Linked DNA regions of Mus musculus: region 1 is linked to region 2. Evidence: chromatin contacts called from public Hi-C data. All regions are on one chromosome and are shown on one strand. Each heading gives the region's core, a stretch centred on a gene start, on an enhancer-like site or on the middle of the called end of the contact. The rest is flanking DNA. Distances are from core to core; before and after follow the strand shown. Region 1 holds the start of Runx1t1 (RUNX1 translocation partner 1). Region 2 has its middle 13 kb from the start of Gm36488.

The links. Hi-C and Micro-C count contacts between places; a contact is called where the count stands out from the background.
Region 1: a contact with region 2 is called in a Hi-C map of cortical neurons, with 4 times the contacts expected there. The contact joins the promoter of Runx1t1 here to the enhancer-like site in region 2. A contact is called at or near these places in 2 of 39 promoter capture datasets (embryonic stem cells and stem cell-derived epiblast-like cells), 1 of 484 Hi-C or Micro-C datasets (cortical neurons), 1 of 115 datasets of contacts at active chromatin or transcription factors (embryonic basal ganglia) and 1 of 9 other capture datasets (liver).

The regions. Positions count from the first base shown.
Region 1 is chr4:13,782,067-13,786,486 of GRCm38.p6, reverse strand. Runx1t1 (RUNX1 translocation partner 1) reads right to left here and starts at 1,705. Exons shown (of 11, transcript NM_009822.3): 1 at 1,346-1,705. The coding sequence starts at 1,352.
Region 2 is chr4:13,597,996-13,602,735 of GRCm38.p6, reverse strand. No RefSeq gene overlaps it. Among named protein-coding and RNA genes, the nearest start is that of Gm36488, 13 kb to the right of the region's middle. Within about 2 kb of position 2,770, at least 18 of the 459 cell types and tissues checked have an H3K27ac peak or open chromatin away from gene starts, as enhancers often do. A contact at or near this core is called in cortical neurons and embryonic basal ganglia, where this site is marked.

The DNA of each region.
Region 1 (4,420 bases), core at 456-2,955, 180 kb before region 2:
CAGATTTGGTTCTATTTTACCAAAATATCACAGACTCTGGTGGGTGCTGCCAGACCATGTAATACTCATCTATTAAGAGCATAAAAACAAAGAACCTATGAATTTTTATAAATTTCCATGAAACTGTGCTCCAATGGCCTTGTAAAACAACAACAACAACAACAACAACAACAAACAAACAAATAAAATACAAGCACTTCTTCACCAGTTCTATATTATATAATAAGGGCACATTTCTTCCTCAGTTACATATTGCATATAAATCAAGCTGAGAGCTTAAAGAGTTAAAATGACCTTTCTAAGACCTCAGTTATTATCTTTTTTGGTAATTGAATTTCCCCATATTTCAGCTTCTATGCATTGCTAGTCCCCTGAACAACAGCAACGGAAGTGCAATCCTGGGCAAACTTGTCCTTTCTGCACACATATCAATAACGAGGAGAGCAGACTCCAAGACGTATCCTAAAGGGAAAACACTCTTCAAACAACTGGCGATACCTACACACAACTGTGGTTTCAGAAAGCTGGCAGATAATGTTTCAAAACACCATCTGGGAGGTGTGCAAACTCTGACCAAGCACGGCCTCTTCTGCCTGCCCTACCCAAATAATCTGCATGCGCCAGCCAGCTGGAGGATCTCTGTGTGCCCTGCCTTTATCTGCTCTGCATTCGGCACAGGACAATTTAGAGAGTTCTGGAGAGCAGCAGAGACAGCCCTTCTCCTGCAGCAGGCTTCACAAACACAGTTTTCCCTGGCAGCAATCACAGAAACACTTCAGTTTCCAAAGATAATATTTTTCTGGAGAATTGTCATACACTAAATTTCCAGGGACACAGGAATGTCACTAATTCAGCATACTTCTTCTAAATGACCCGATTTCAATTACTTACATGATAACATCTAAGGACTATGATTTAGAGCGAGAAATTCCTTCTAGTGCCAAAGCTGCCTTCATTTTCTTTGACATAAACAGCTCTTCAAAGACGTTCTCCAAGAATTCTACCATAATCTAAAAACTCTCTCCACAGGCAAATAACCAGCAAAGAAGTACAGATGATAGTCCAGAGACCCAGAACAGAAAACACTTCTCAGTGGAGCTAATCCCCTGTGTAAACTGCTCAGGCAAACATCCACGGCTTCCTTCCCCTCAGTTTCAAAGGAGTATCTCCCCATATCCTACACCCCTAAATCCAGCTTTCTTTGTGTCACCTCCCAATCACACCTCTATCACCCCACAGCCTCTCCCTGCCCTCATCCAGTACAGCAGTCGTGGTGCAGTCGGCATTTTCCACGCGTTACAGAAAGTAAAGCTTCCTTCCTTGCAAGAAAAGAGGACTCACTCACCAGGCATCCCGGAATCCAGCGTGTAACACACTGAAAGCAACTCTGTGTTAAGAGGGAGCGCGATGCGGGCTCATGCCTCCTGTTCTGGAATGTGCGGGGCGGTGGAGAGGAGGGCCATCAGAGGGGCTGGGGCGGCATGGCCCGAGGCAGGGTGCTGGGCGCGTGCGCCTGCCAGGCAGAGACAGATGGAGAGCTGACACTCCGGATTGCACTTGGAGCAGAAATGTGCAGGATGACAGGAACACATGTGGCCTTGAACCCAGCCCTGTCTCTTCAGGCAGAACAATGACAGGGACGTGTGTACAAAGTATCACAACTCCTGTCTCCCTTTCTCCACTCTTCCTCCTGCCCCAGTTCCAGAGCACCAAAAAGCAGAAAGTGAAATGCAGAAAGATAAGCTAAATGCTGAATAATTCATTCACTATCACCACCCCTTCCCAGCTCCAAGTTAACCCTTATTTTGCCAAAAGATGGCAATGTTGACCTGACCCCAACTCACACTGAAAGCTGTCCTTCATCTTCTAATTTTAACAGGCATTACTGGGAAGTTTGGTTTAAAACAAACAAGGGCACAGACCACAAAGCTTTTTTTATTGATCTGGAAACCCCAAACAACCTAAAAACCTCTTGTAAGACCGGGCTGTGCCAGTTCATCGCCCAGCACAAAGTATGAGCAGAACACTTCCAGCTTCCCAGTAGCGTGGGTCAAACAGAACACTTTTTTTCTGAGGCAGAATCTAACCGTTTTTAGTTCACTACAGTGCTTTCAATCCACTGGGCTCCCAGGTTGATTTGCTCCAAACACTTTCAGCTTACTTTCCTCTACTTTACATAGAGATCCACAGGAGACAAAAACAAACTCTTCATTGTAATGCCTTTTCAAAAGCTAAACAATCATGCCTTTTTGGGAAGGGGTGCTGGGGGGGGGGGTGCAAGGGGGGCTGGGGGGGGAGACACCCTTAAATGTTTCTCCTGACTGTGAATAACACATACCCAGCCTGGTTCAATGGACTCTTCCCTATTAAGCTTTAATGGACACCATGATATATAAAACTGGGAGCCTTTGTTACAGTGCTTTATCTAAAGCTGCCTATTTCCTTCCCAGCAGTGTGTCTTCAGTCCTTTGTAAAACATCCTTGCCTCATAGGAGAAACACAAGCCTGCCTGCCTGCCTGCCTTGCCCGCCTGTTTCTAAACACACAAAGATGCCAGGCAGAAGGAAAACATTATTCTCTTCTAAAACTCTTCTTCACAATTTAACACTTGGGAACTCTTCTCTGGGTCTGTGTTTGATTGTTTGTTTTAACAACAGGGCTCACATGGTGGTCAAGCCCTTGGGCTCTCTACCTTTCCAGTGTACAGCCAATCCACTAGACACACACAATTCTACTAAACAATTCTACTCAGGACTGACCAGCCAGCCAGCTCAGTGACCATGAAGAGGGACCGGCCCCTTTAACTCTTGCTATTCTGGCAGTGGTCCATGTGTCCTTTGCTTATTCGACATTTTCCATAAGCTTTCATCAGGTTGATTTTTCTCCCCTCCTTGCTGCCTTCAAGAACTACTAACAGACCCCATCTGAAAACAGGCAGTGATTTTGACCTCTACCCACTGCCTCCCTGTCCCTTCGCCTGAGAGGGCTTCAGAGCACATGCACACAACACACACCTTGCACAAACGAAAAATATATCATCTTTGATAAACAGCATCGATCAGTAAGAACTTCTACAGCCCCTGAACGCTGAACCTGAGAAGGGCTGCTTCAGCCAGTGAACCCCTCAAAAATCCATCTCTGTCAGAGACAACTTGTAAAAAGACGACAATTCATAGTGATTACTCTGTTCTGTCAAGAATAGTATACTACACTCTATTTATGAGGGCAATCTTTTTGTTCATCTTAGTTGGGTGTCACTTGTAATGAGGTTCTGTGTAATGGATTTCAGTTCTGTTAAGCAGCAAGCTCAAACATTCTTGTGACAGAAATTGTTATAGCATGCATGAGTGTGATCACCAATTAAGTGCTGGCATAAGGGCCTTTATGGAATCCAGAATCCTAAATCTGAAGACTTCCATTTTTTTAAGGAGTAGTTTTGAAAAGCCATTCAATGCTACACACCAATTTTTTTTTTCTTTAATACTATACCTATGGAAGAAAGAAAACATTTTCACAGTGGGGCACCCAACCTTTCATCAATATGCACGGTGAATCACTTCTAAAATAGAAAGTCATATGACAAAATGCAATACACGTCAAGAAAACTGGATGATATCTGGTTTCAAAACTGGGTCTTAATATCGGTACACTCCAAGGCCTGAAACTACAGCTCAGAAAATTGAACTTCCATATGCTGTGTGATTATGTATCTTTTCTATGTGTAAAAAGGCTTTTTAAGCTGTTATCTGACTACAGTAATTGCCACTTTAAATTGATCCACGTCAACAAAACCTGGATCCCCGGAGATTCTCACCTTCAAGTCTGATTGCAAAAAGGGCCTGGCTGAGCATGCATCTGAGGCTGGTTCAGCGTTTTCTCAAGGAGTCTGTCCCTTGCTTTCACCTAGAGACAGGCAAAGCTGCAGCCCCATTTGGCATCTCTCCCTGAACTGGGAAACCTGGACATGTATAGATACAGTTACTTAGGCAGAAATAACTTTCCCTTTAATAAAATGAGTACAAAGAGCCAAGATCTCTAACATCCAAACTGTATAATAAAAATAGACAATCAATAGCATGATTAATGCAGTTACATAGGCAAACAACGAGAAACGGAGTGTGTACTAGGAAAGTTTGCTCCAGTACAGAGCCCTGCCCTGTGTCCCCATCAATACAGACTTTATAAAATTAAAATACATTCAGAACAACCCAGAACACTTTAATGACCACTGAAGTGCTTTTTCTAAAAAGGTGCAGCAATACCTGACTTTTAACTTAGTGGAAAGTCTACTTTTTAAAGGGCAGTTTTAGAAAGACATTTGTCTAAATCATTACTTTGCAAATCAACGAATTTAGCCAATAATGAAATGTTAGACGCATTAAAAAAAATCAGTAGGTTTGGGGCGATAACTCTGGGTTCT
Region 2 (4,740 bases), core at 1,521-4,020:
GGACTAATGAGATTATGATCCCATGGCTGAGTAGTTCATAGGCCCTACTACTAACCCTCTAAGTAGATAGCATTAAATCAACTCCTAATGGCTTATTGCTACACTTATAGAGAAGTAAATCTCTCAACTTTATCAGTGAGTCTTCTTTTTTGCAGTAGGTGGCAATTTTACACAGAGACCCTCAGTTGGTCAATTGCAGAGAATAAGGGATGAAAGCATATTCAACTTTTTCCTCCCAAGGCTTAAGGAGACGAGGCAGATAAATTGCACAAGCTGGGGCAGTAAATGATCGCAGTGTTTTCTGTGCATGACATGGCTATTTCACACAAATTCACACAAGCTTTGATTGCACGGACAAGACTTGTGCAATAACAAGACAGATAAACTACTGCATAGAGAGGGGGAGGAGGTCAGAAAAGGAGTTGCATAAATGAGTGTCTTTGCTAGTCATGGAGGAAGAGTTCTGAGGTTTTCTGACCTTGATTTTACATTCTGTGGACTTGTTATTTACATGAATTTGACAGTGCCCCGTAATACCTAACGCGTAAGAAAACCCCAGTGAATGCTGCTGGATATTCTAAGGGAGCCAACAGAATGAAACTGGATTGATGTCTTATTCTAAATGTTCTTGAAAGTTAAACATTTAGCCTAGAAATTCTTAAATTAGAACTAAAAGAAGCAAGATCACATGCCTTTTTCTCTTAAAGAAAGGGGTGCACAAAATACCAGCATGTTCTATACTACTAATAATGGATTCTTTCTTCTCTCATAATTCTAATAGGGCTTTGGGTTTGACTATAATTCAGTGCTTCTCAACCTGTGGGTTGTGACACCCAAAGGTCATTGGAAAACACCCATATTTATTTGCATTACAATCCAAAACAGTAGTAAAATTACAATTATGAAGTAGCAACGAAAATAATTTTATGGTTGGGCGTCACCACAACACGAGGAACTGTATTAAGGTGTTGCAGCACTGGAAGGTTGAGAACCACTTGTATAATATGTCTTTCCCTTTGATCCTTCACAAAGGATCTGTTGTCTGTTGTCTGAGAACCCCTCATGTATTAACAACATATTAGTATACATCACACCTTGAGTATTCAAACATTATTTACATGTAATAAATGCTTTATTCAAACTTGTTTGTCCAGGCAATTGGTATTACATAGCTTTATCTTCCTCTAGCTTCAGTTACCAGAGTTTTAGATAACTTTCTTCTTCTTCTTCTTCTTCTTCTTCTTATTATTATTATTATTATTATTATTATTATTATTATTATACAAGAAGGATACTATGTTAATGTTGACAGAAACAGTGCTTATATTTTTGCCTAATTCTAATTTGGGTTTACTGTGTTATCTATGGAAAGTGTTTCTGAGAATTGTGGAGGGAACAATATATTAAAAACAAATCAGGGCAGATGTTACAAGACTCCACACTCCTGGACATTATGTTTAATAGCACATTCTGTGCTAACATCTAGAGGTCTGGTTCTCTTAATTTGAGAAAATCCTACTTTTGTAGGTTTGCGTGTTAAAAAAAAATCTGAGTAGCTTCTTCTGAAGTTGAGAAAAATCTTCTATCCTTACAAATGCTCTCTCAAGCAATGGGGATGGTACCACAGGCTTTCCGACAGATGGTAGCCAATCCAAATTCAGTATGGTAAGCAGGCACCACTCAATAAAACTTTAATTGCTGCATATGGTATCTGCTAACTTGTTTAGAAAATGGATCTGCAGCATTAGCTCAAAGCATTTAAATGGCCTGATCGCACTGGACAGCATGTTGGGCTGCCACCTGGAAGACCCAAATTTCATAGCAGATGTAACACTAGAAGAATAAAGCTGGTGGTTGATAGTCCTGGAATGGAGATGACATAGTCAGCACCCAGCTGTTCTCCCCCACCGTGCTGACTCCTATAGCTTTGGTGTCACTTCTACCAAGCCCCGAGATTACTCATGTATTGTATTCTCCTCCCAAAAAGAGATGGAAAACAAAACAAAACAAAACAAACAAACAAAAAAAACCAACTCTAAACCATACCATAAGGTTGAGATGGGAAGGGGGTTCATGTCCCTACTACAGCCTAAGAAATGTGGACGATGCTTTTGCATGCAGTTGGGGGGAGGAGAGCATAAAGATCTGGAGAGAGAATGTCTGACATATGTGCAAATTTCTGCCAAAAGATGGGAGCCAAGACAGACGAGAAAGAAGGCTCCTTCTGAGCATGCTGGAGAGAGCTTTGCAATTTATCACTCACATTTGTTTTACCTCAGCAAACAATCACACTCTGCACAGACCAAGGAGGTCAACTTACTAGCCCCCTAGCTTGATGGACTGAAGAAGGATCATTTCTGAAAACAGGGACTCATTAACCCCCTCCCATCAACTTGGGTGGCAACATAAGGAGCTGAAAAGAAAATAGAAGCTCACTATCTTAGACTATTTAAAGACGGAGAGAGGCTATTAAAGGAAGCAACAAAACTAATTGTTTTATTGTAGTTTTTTTTTTTAAATGGAAAAATTGAGAAGGGATATTCACTTTTGAACATTAGTGCTCTGATCCACCTCAACCCCAATCTAAATTCAGAGAACCCACAGATGCACTTTCCAGACTCACTATTGATTTCTGACCTGTAAATTACTTTCCATCAAAAAGGTCTTGGTACAGACTAGGGCTTTGGAGTAGCCTGGGCACTTCTCAGCTGCAATCTGCATAATGTTTAGTATTCAGTGAGTTAAAGCAGGCAATGAAAGGGAACTGTCAACGCAATCTAGAAGATATAAAGAAATGAAGAGGGGGGGAGCCGTATGCTAATAATCCACTCAGTAATTAAGTGAAGATCGCTGCCAAGCGCCACCGCCACTTTCAAAGGGTAATTTGTACAGGAAATCATAGAGTCATTGTCAAATCATTTCAGGATAAAAGGAAAGTCATCAAGTGAGATAAGATAAATGCTGGGTGTCTGGCAGCGGGTGCCCTGCGAAATGCCTTTGCTTTTTAAATTTTTTCCTTAAAAAAAAAAAAAGCCCTGCAAAAGTGAGGCTGGGAAAACTTGACAGGTTGAACTGTGCATTGACTATTAATAATAGGGGTGCTCTGTGTAGGGATGCATTTTTAAATAGGTTACTTGAACAAAAAAGTGGCAAAATAAATCAGTTAAGGGGGCTTAACTCATAACTAATACACTATGGATGATTTTTTTTTGTCACTCTCTGCCACCTTTTGGGTCACAGAATTCTCAGCTGCATTCCTCTTGCTTCTCTCCGTTAGCTAAGTTGTACTATTTTAAATATTTTGTACTATCTTGTTGTTTGGGGAGGACAATGCTCTAGAAATGTAACCTTTCAAAAAGAAGTTGGAATGATAAGAATCTCTCTCTGTTACTTTCCTTTCTTACAATCTTAAATTCGACACTCGAATGCAGATTTTGCTTCATGCCTCAGAAAGATTGTAAAATTAACATGCAAAGTTTGCAAAGTACATGTCTTTTTTTTCCCCCTGTAAAGGGGGCTACTGTAGCACTTGAAAATTGCTATTCTTATGAGAAAATCTCAACAAGATGATGTGCAGTCTGTATTTGCCATTCAAATGTATGTCCTTTCGCTCACTGACTTCCTCTGACTTAACCTGTGTCAGATAAACGTCTCCCAAAGCATAAATTGATGTGTGTGCTTGTGGGTAACTATTTTTCTATAGCCAAATGGGTGAAACGTTTCACCCAAATATTTCCTTAACACTGATGTCTTCTGTCACACTGAAAGGAAAGTTTGTTTGCTCCTGGGAGCAAATTGTCAGAAAATTTGAGAATCTCTGTTAAGGCCCTTGCCCTGTAGTGACTGTGCTCCAACCAGAAAAGCCCGCATAGTGCTGAAAGCAAGACACAAGAATTGTCCCTGGGCATCTGAATATAGTAGAAATGTCTACTGAGAATATCTCCTTTCTTTGTTTGTTTGCTTTTGATTGCTGGACAAAGGTATTTTGGAGATAGAGATTATGCATTTTATAATCCAAAGTTAGTGGGACCTCTAGTGTAAGTGATATATTTAAAAGCTCAGCCTTTGTGGAGTTACTGTGTTAAGACATTGACCCTGGTAATGAAGAGTTGGGAAAGGAACAGATAACCTCCTTATTTGAACATTTTAATTCTTTAGTCACTGTCTCTATTCATCAGTCTACATGACAGGATTTGTTGGTTCTCAGTTCAAATGGCATGTGGGTAATTTATTATGAGTTCTTAGGATTCCTTTAGAGCAGCTGGGAGCCCATGGGCTGCTCCTTTCCACCTTCCGTCTGTCATTTATCTCTCCTTTTCTCTTTCCCTTCATCGTTTCTTCTCTTCATCTGTCCATTCTGCCTTTAGGTGAGGCACCTGCTGGGCACAATTGACAGAATCCACTTCTCAAAGTTTTGGACAATTTAACTAAAGGGGAAACATCATGAATTAATATCTTAATTCATGAATTAAGATACGTTTGAATTATATATATATATGTATGTATATATATATATATATATATATATATATATATACAAGTGATCTAAATAAAGACCTAGAATTGTGATGAAGTTTTAAAAATATATAAGACAAATGGTTATTAAGTTAAAGTTTTGAGGGGTGTGAAAATTCCTTTAAATAGTGCTGTTTTGTTTATGATATAAAAAAATCAATGTGTGTAGACTACAAAGTAGTCTGGTTTTGATTTCATGGTTAATTTGGACTGTTATGCATTTAT